Linked DNA regions of Mus musculus: regions 1 and 2 are each linked to region 3. A link is a contact called in public HiChIP or PLAC-seq data. All regions are on one chromosome and are shown on one strand. The core of a region is the stretch at or near the end of the contact, and the rest is flanking DNA. Distances in the headings are between cores, read along the strand shown. Region 1 overlaps 1700105F02Rik (a long non-coding RNA gene). Region 2 has its middle 38 kb from the start of Serp2. Region 3 overlaps Gm30365 (a long non-coding RNA gene).

What was found. HiChIP or PLAC-seq counts read pairs in DNA pulled down with a chosen protein or histone mark.
Region 1: a contact with region 3 is called in a FOXA1 HiChIP or PLAC-seq map of pancreatic cancer cells. The contact joins two enhancer-like sites. A contact is called at or near these places in 1 of 484 Hi-C or Micro-C datasets (Th1 cells) and 3 of 115 datasets of contacts at active chromatin or transcription factors (embryonic stem cells, heart atrium and pancreatic cancer cells).
Region 2: a FOXA1 HiChIP or PLAC-seq map of pancreatic cancer cells shows a contact between it and region 3. The contact joins two enhancer-like sites. A contact is called at or near these places in 3 of 484 Hi-C or Micro-C datasets (bone marrow-derived macrophages and liver), 2 of 115 datasets of contacts at active chromatin or transcription factors (craniofacial prominence and pancreatic cancer cells) and 1 of 9 other capture datasets (embryonic stem cells).

What each region holds. Positions count from the first base shown.
Region 1 is chr14:76,661,636-76,664,399 of GRCm38.p6, reverse strand. The region is part of intron 2 of 1700105F02Rik (a long non-coding RNA gene); the gene reads left to right. Among named protein-coding and RNA genes, the nearest start is that of 1700108F19Rik, 15 kb to the left of the region's middle. Within about 2 kb of position 1,324, at least 100 of the 459 cell types and tissues checked have an H3K27ac peak or open chromatin away from gene starts, as enhancers often do. A contact at or near this core is called in pancreatic cancer cells, where this site is marked.
Region 2 is chr14:76,593,354-76,596,146 of GRCm38.p6, reverse strand. No RefSeq gene overlaps it. Among named protein-coding and RNA genes, the nearest start is that of Serp2, 38 kb to the right of the region's middle. Within about 2 kb of position 1,441, at least 31 of the 459 cell types and tissues checked have an H3K27ac peak or open chromatin away from gene starts, as enhancers often do. A contact at or near this core is called in pancreatic cancer cells, where this site is marked.
Region 3 is chr14:76,833,515-76,836,214 of GRCm38.p6, reverse strand. It overlaps Gm30365 (a long non-coding RNA gene), which reads left to right. Exons shown (of 3, transcript XR_383623.4): 2 at 1,391-1,585; 3 at 2,038-2,700. Among named protein-coding and RNA genes, the nearest start is that of Gm30365, 2.9 kb to the left of the region's middle. Within about 2 kb of position 1,319, at least 27 of the 459 cell types and tissues checked have an H3K27ac peak or open chromatin away from gene starts, as enhancers often do. A contact at or near this core is called in pancreatic cancer cells, where this site is marked.

The DNA.
Region 1 (2,764 bases), core at 75-2,574, 170 kb after region 3:
CAAGTAAGAGTGGGAGAATCAGGTCCCTGGGGACCCTGTCACAGGGAATATAAGGTATTAATATATGAAGAGAGGGATGGATACTTAAATGAATGAGTAGGTGATGAAACAAATGAATACAAGGAAAGAAGGAAGGAAGGAAGGAAAGGAGGGAGGGAGGGAGGGAGGGAGGGAGGGAGGGAGGGAGGAAGGAAGGAAGGAAGGAAGGAAGGAAGGAAGGAAGGAAGGAAGGAAGGAAGGAAGGCAGGCTTAAAAGAAAATGGCCCCCATTGGCCTATAGGAAGTGACACACTATTAGGAGGTGTGGCCTTGGGGTAGGTGTGGCTTTGTTGGAGGAGGTTCTTTCTATAGGAAGGGTTTTCGGGTCTCAGAAGCTCAAACCAAGTTCACTTCCTGCTGCCTGCCAACTTGGATGTAGGACTCTCAGCTCCTTCTCTAGCACCATCTGTCTGCATGCCACCATGCTTCCTGCCATGACGACAATGGACTGCACCCCTGAAACTGTAAGCCAGTCCCAATGAAACATTTTCCCTTATCAGAGATGCCATGGTCATGGTGTCTCTTCAAAGCAATGGAACTCTAAGACAGAGGGTTGATCAGAAACCCCAAATCCAAAGAAAAATATTGATTAGAAATACAATGTAGTGTTGGTATACTAAGGGAAAGGGTGGTCAGCAGCCAACCTGATGATTTGAATGGAGCAATTTGCTTGCTGAAGGCAGCCATTCTGATTGAAGAAAACAGTCAAGCTGCAGGTCCCTTGGGAAGAAATGGGTTAGTCTCAGGACTTGTGTTCCCTCAGCCATCAGCTGCTCTTCCCTCCCTCCCTCCCTCCCTCCCTCCCTCCCTCCCTCCCTCCCTTCCTCTCTTCCTTCATTTCTTCTATCTACCCATCTATCTACTTACTCACCTACTCATTCATTTGGGTATCATATTAAAACTCAGAAAGCATCGGTGTCTCTGTGCCAGCCCTCTGCTACCTGCATTGAGAACACACTCAAAATATGATCTTCAATCCCACAGCAGTGCTCCAGAAAACCCCAATACGTACACTAAAGCCCATGTGCGTATGCATGTACGTCTATATTTTAATGCCATTAGGTCGCATCCACTAAACCCTCACCTGTGGCGATCTTTGTGAGGCATTTACCTATAAACAAACACTAAGCTCAGTCTAATACCCACACAGGAATTGCCCAACAATGTAATAATGCTCTCCAAATCCCTAGTCAAATTTCATGTAAATGAAGCAAACCAGGTGAGGCCAGATCCTCTGTCACATCCGCCCTGCCAGAACGCTCTGGTTGGATGTCCTGCTCTGGTCGGATGGAAAGTACATTATTGACATTCCACCCCGCCACACCCCATCGCTGTTTTCCCCTTACCTCCACCAGGTCAGATTATTTGCTTTAGTTACAGGGTAATGCGGGAGGAATGTGATATACTGGCTAGTTACTAAAAGCCTGTTGTTGAAATAAAATTCAGATTAATCAAAATATGCTAAGAGGAGATTTGTTTGGTATTGCTGAAATGAGCCGAGGATTTTCCAGAAATCCCCTTTCACGTTAGCACTCGTGCAGACTCACCTTTAAAAATAAAAACAAATGGGCTGAGAGTGTGGCCCGGTTTCAGGAGTGCTTGCTTAGCATAGGCAATGCCCCAGGTTTGATTCTACCACTGCCTTAAGCTGGGAGCAGTAATGCATACCTGTAATCCTAGCACTTGGGAAGTGGGGACCAGAGGACCAGAAGGTCAAGAGAACCCTTAGCTTTATAGTAAGTTTGAGACCTGCTTGGGACACATGAGACTATCTCTACAAAAAAAATGCATATAATAAAAATAAAAGCACTTTGCCTATTAATAAGCACAAAGGACTCTTCATCTGCCACCTGGCACCACTCCTAGCCCATAGGTTGTGAGGCAAAAGGGAATGGCTACATGCAAGAACACTAGCTCACTCTTCCATTCCTCTCACGAGCTATGTGATCTTGGGGGGATTATCAGTGGGAAGACACAAGAGATACATTTCCCGTGCCTGGCTCAGGGGGATCACAGTCCCCCTTCACACCCGACCACCCTCACTTCTAAAAATTGGCTTTAATTTTCCTCTTGTGTCCCACGCAGTGCCAACTCTTCAAGTCCCTAGAGTCATAGGGTGGATACTAGAAAGTGTAATGTCCTCAGAGCCCACCCCTTCCCCTGTTGGAAATTGTATTTCTAAATAAATTCTGTTAACAATGAAAGGGTAAACTTTTGAAGTCCAAGAAATGTCACATTTATATATTTTCATCAATCAACTCCAAGCAATGGTTTTAACCTCCAATTTTCAGTGTCTACAGGGGCCCCCTGACTACAGGGCCATGCTGAGAACTCAGGGGGTCTCAAGGCCCAAGCAGCTGATATCTCCCATGCAGAGCTTTGAGTGGAGGAATTTGACAATCACTGAAGCCAAGAGCCCTGATTCCCTGGGATTCTGGCTCCCTGGGAGTTCTACACAAATATGTCTAAGTTTTGTTAATCAGCATCCAACCGAACCTCTGATGCACCACCACCCTACAAGGGTAGGATTTCCTCGGGGCTGGTTTCTGTTGATGTTGTCACTGTGGCCAAAAAAAAAAATCAGGCCCCTTGAGGTCATTGTATAGCAAGGAGGAGGCACACAAAGGGTTACTGTAATAAGTGGACCCCCAATTTCTACCAGCATTACAGGCTTAAGATTACCCCTGCCTCTGCCAGGCGGTGGTGGCGCACACCTTTAATCCCA
Region 2 (2,793 bases), core at 192-2,691, 240 kb after region 3:
TGGCACACAAGAAACAGTTGTATCTGCTCTATAGCAAGGTTTGGGTTGTGCCCTCACTGGGTAGAGCTGTGTTTTATCCACCTCCTCTGCTTCCTATACTGGAATCTGAGCTTGAGAAGACAAAAACAGAGAAGAAGGGCAAGCAAGTTTCTCAGCTAATGTTCATAGCTATTTAGATCAAACACACAGTTACAGATTTTCTAATGGGAGTGGGGAAGGAGGAAAAAAGGGGGAGGAGAGGAGAGAGAGAGAGAGAGAGAGAGAGAGAGAGAGAGAGAGAGAGAATGGTCATTTCCCTAAAGAAAAAAATTGGAAGTGTTTAGAGGAAGGTGGGGTCCCAGGAACACTCACTGAATTCAAGTCTAAACACAGCCCCACCCACCACCACCTCAAATCCATGCTCACCCAGGTAGAGCATGTTTGCAGATCAAGCTGTGAAGGGTTGCCCCCATTATTTGCCACACAGCTGAAAATGTGGCGGTTGAACCGCAACTCCTAAGCTGGCAAAGCATTTAGACCTGTGCAGCTCCTGACAACAACCTTGGCTTCAAATACTGTGCAGAGTTGCCCCTCGAGCAAATATTTGCCCTGGTTATAGCTTTGCATTTACAATATGCCAGCTGTGTTTGGAAAACAGTCCCAGTTTTAGTCAGTGGCCTTGTAAAGGAGCCTTGTATGGACTCACAGAGCGCCCTTTGGGAGGCTCCGGGGTAGGCATTACCCACTTAACTGTGAGGACGCTGCTTTCTTTTCAAAGCTCCAAGCCCATGACTTCCTTAAAAACATAGTCCATTTATGAGAATGCCAGTAGTTACTTGGGTCTCTGGAAAGATCTTGGAGCGTTTAGTGTTGCTTTTCCACTTGGCTTTAATTTTTTTTTTAATTCCCACAAGTAGCCTGCTGTGTCCTGGCAAGGGAATAAGAAAGGGAGTAAGAGTGGCTATGAGCCAAGTAACAGCGTGCAAACTATTCCTGGCTCTGTAAAACCAAGGTTCAGAGGTTCAAATCCCAGCAGGATGGACAGACACTTTGGCTCCCACAGTTGGGAGGGAACTGGAGAGATTTGCCGGTGTCTACCTAAAGATGGCCCTCTGTGCTGTTCAGGAGTCAGTGACACTTTAATGAGAGATACACCCCTGTCTTTGGGAGCTGAGTTGGTTTATAGTAAAAGTGCACACACAGGTGAAATTTGTTCACTCCATTGCCCACTAGAGAATTTTGACCCTCCCTCTTCCTGTTTTCAACTTCATAATAATCGGTTTAACTTTCATTTGAAGTACAGTTTAGAGTTGTACCCATTTAAGGCGCTGTCTTAGGGCTTGTTGGCCTGGAGAAGTAACAAGAGAAGGCCAGAGTGACTAACAGCTCTTCTGTAAGCGGCTGTCCACATTCTTTGTTTGATATTATCCTTGACACCTCGACTTTGCTAGCTAACCTCCTTATCAGCGACCTGAGTCATCATATGATTGCCTTGCAAGAAAATAGGACTCTGAGCACCTGCTATCTCTTCCTGTCCAATGCTCTAAGAAATCATTTTATAAAAGGTCATCCAGGATAAATAGGCCTTCATCTGCAAGCGCAACAGCTGGTAAGAAGCCAACTACGCTAAGAAAAAAAAAGGATAATTTGCCTTAGAATTGGGAGAAACCTTGCTGTGCATCAGAACCTCTCCCATTTAAGCAGCTGGGAGGGCTGTATCTCTCCTAACAACACATCCATGTTAGCCCTGTAACCACATGCTAAGGGAGAAACAGAGCCCTTCTGGGTCCACCAAAACCCTATTGATGCCTGACCTCTTACAAGGTTTGTTGTTGTTGTTGTTGTTGTTGTTGTTTGGGTTTGTTTGTTTGTTTGTTGGGTTTTTTTGGGTTTTTGTTGTTGTTGTTGTTGTTTGTTTGTTTGTTCGAGAGTGTCCTGGAACTCACTCTGTAGACCAGGCTGGCCTCGAACTCAGAAATCTGCCTGCCTGTGCCTCTCAAGTGCTAGGATTAAAGGCGTGCGCCACCACCGCCCAGCCACAAGGTTTTCTTAATGTTCAATCACAACCATGTACCCGGTGTCAAACAAGCTCCTGGACGGCCTCCGTTAGCGCATTCACCTGGGTGCTAAACACGAAGATGGACTTTGGGCTGTTGCTCCCAGGAAACAGATTCCACGTGTAGATGAAGGTGAAGAGTAACGCAAGCCATGCAAAAGAAAGGGCAGGCTCTAAGTCCCACTTCTCTGAGGTTGGCAACTTCAGATCCTCAACAAAACTAGCATGCCAACTGTGTGGCCATGAGATACCGAAACTGATTGTTTTTAAAAAGCTATTGCGACATTTCCTTTTCTGGAAAGTTTGGAATCCTGTCTCTGAAGTAAAGAGCAGCTCTGGCTAAATACATGCAGCTTGAAGTTGTATGACCATCGAAGTAAACTAGACGTTTTCTTGGGAGTTGTTCAGAACACTACCCGGTTCCAAAACTCCAGGTCAGATAGGACTGACTTAGTCAAAATGCAACCTCTCTAGGCATGGATTAAAATTAAAATGTGTAGAAAGACAACAGGACTCTTGGTGGGATTTCTGTGCCTAAATTAACCTCCCTGACCTCTAGCATAAAAACAAAACAACAACAACAACAAACATGCTAATGGGGCTGGAGAGGTGGCTTAGGCAGAAAGCGCTTTCCTTGCAAGCATGAACACCTGAGTCCAATAACCCATACCCATGTGAGCAGCTGGGTATGCTGGCATGCACATTTAACCCCTAGTACTGGGGGGGGGGGAGATTTGTGGGGCTCAGTGGTAGACACC
Region 3 (2,700 bases), core at 70-2,569:
ATCAGGGGACATGCACATGTGCAACTGGGCTTGGTCTAGATGTTCCTAGACCATAGGCTAATAGGTGGTTCTTACTAAGAGCTGTGATTCGACATCTCCGAGGCATATTCTCTTCCTATGAAAAGCTTCTAGAAGAAAATCCTTCTTTGATGATCTCAAAGCAGCATCCTCATCTTAACCCTTAAGGATGCTGTCCTCATGTGATCAGAAGCCCCTGCTATTACTTGAGCTTTTTAATGATTTATTTTGTTGTTGTTGTTTTAATTATATGTATTTGTGAATTGAGGAGGTATATGTGCACTTGAATGCACATTTCCATGGAGGACAAAAGAGGCTTTTAAGACTCCAGGAGCTGGAGTTACATTTGGTCATCATCTGCCAGATCTTAGTCCTTAGAATCAAACTCAGGTCTGCTTCAAAAACACTACACACTCTTTACTACTTAGCCTCTACAGCTCCAACATGATTTTGGTTTTGTTTGTTTCGTTTTGTTTTCAGGAGCCCATCAAGTAACCCTGACTGGCCTTGAACTCACAGAGATCTTACTGCCTCTGCTTTCCAAGTGCTGTGGTAAAGGGGTTGTCCCATCAAGACCAGCCTTTACTTGAACACCTATTACCAGGCCTTATTACCCAGAGGGTTTTCTTCTCAATTACTGATTGATTCTGAATTTTAGTTTTTTTAAACATGAAAGGGCTAAGTCCAATGTTTTCTGATCCTTGCTTCTGAGAGTTGGATAGAGAGAGTGTGTTGATGTCAAGGACATACGAGGGACACTAGATGTGTTCAGGAAACTTGGTTCTTACAATGCCGAAGTTGGTCATCTAATTAATAAAAGTGACAGCATCTGGAATGTGTCATTGCCTGTTCTATATTTTGTTAAAATTATTCATCTGTGCTATCTTGCTAGCCATGAAAATGACAGTGAAATATGGCTGTCCATTAACCGAAAGCAAAATGTAAGGCAGTAATGATGCTTGAAGCTTCCTGCAGGGCTGGAGATTTTAGATGTCATTAATAATAAATTATCAGCAATGCTTTGGGCAGCTCATAGGTTTCTAAAATTTTCCATTATAAAATGATAATCCACTAAGTCATGTGTCACAGCCTTTAGCAATCTGCTTACATCCATTTTGTATGAAGAACACTGTTCCTAACATTGAACTCATTTTACAGATGGGAAAGTAAAGGTTATTGCACTGGGTGATTATGTCGAATGTATCTGGGCATTGAAATCGAGGTCCCTGATTCAGTGCAGCTTCACATCAAAGCCTCTGACGTATGTGTCAGTATGAGAACATGTAGAAGTGATTGGCTCATGAGTTGGGGTCAGAATGGAGGTAAGGTTCTATTAGTCATGAACTCTAGCTCACTTTATTTCTTCAATCAGAGTCTAGAAAAAGCAACAACATAATGAGTTGTTAAAAGGAAGTCTTGGGCCACATGTCTCAATCGGCTATTTGGGGCCATGTGGAAGAAGAAGAAGAAGGAATTTTCTCAGAGCAAATAAAACAAATCAAAGCCTGTAACAATGATCAAGTCTAAAACTCCAAAACTCCTGTGAACTCAAGGGCTTCACGCTCAGGTATGAGCATGGACCAGGGGAGAAAGGGAGGGAGAAAGGGAGGGAGGGGGACAGAGACAGAGAGACTTTCCTTCACAGGTCTCCATTGTTAAAATACAGACTCCCTCACCCCCATTGTCTTCTCCTCCAATGAAAACCCATAGAAATGAATCTGAAATACAAGCTGTGTGATTGATGTTCACACGTCCCTCCCTCCCTCCCTCCCTCCGGGTTTTGTTTCCTTAGAGATAATGGGAGGGGGTTAGCATAGACCAGGCTTGGCCTTCCAGAGGACTGTGACTAACTGTGAGCTGGTTTAAGAGCCTCCCCACTTCAAACTGTGGCGGGTGTTTACACTGAGTGGTCCTGGTATTGAGCAAAGTCATGAGTCACTGAGGCACTCAGTTCAGACTAATGTATACCTTTGATGTCTTACAAGTCTAATGCAACATCCTTCAAACTATTCCAAACAGGACAGAGGCCCGCACAGATAGCAAGTTCCTAACATGATCGCATCCACGGGAGGAAGGAGCTTGGGAAAACATCATAAGTTGTCTCCTATACCCTTTGAGAAGACTTGCTCCATACAGGTTCAACACCAGCAGAAAGCACAGGAAAGCCTGGAGCCCACAAGTTCAAAGGACCACCCCCAACCCTACATATATACGCTCAAGGATCCAGAAACCAACTGAACTGAGAATGCGTGCTCCTCCTCAGCTGTGCTTTCTCCTGCTCAGCCTCACTCCCGCTGCCCTCCCTCTCCCCGCTCTCACTCTGGCCCACCACTTTTCACTCCTGCTGCCCCTCACTCTCACTTGCCATTTTAAACCTTGTGCCTTTTTTTATTTCACTACACTTTTAGTAGTATTTTCACCTTATTCTATTTTTTAAGTCTTCCATGTTTTTTCTTTCCTTGTACTTTCATCTAATTTTGGAGATGAAGTTTTCAGTTACTGGGTAATCTTTATTTATCTTTGTCCGTTTTCTTGTCCCTTTTGTTTCCTCTTTTTTTCTTTCTTTTCTTTTCTTTTTTGGTCTATTATACTCTGAGAAATGTTGGTACTTTAAAAGAGATTTATTTAATTTACGAATATGTGTAATTCTCTCTCTCTCTCTCTCTCTCTCTCTCTCTCTCT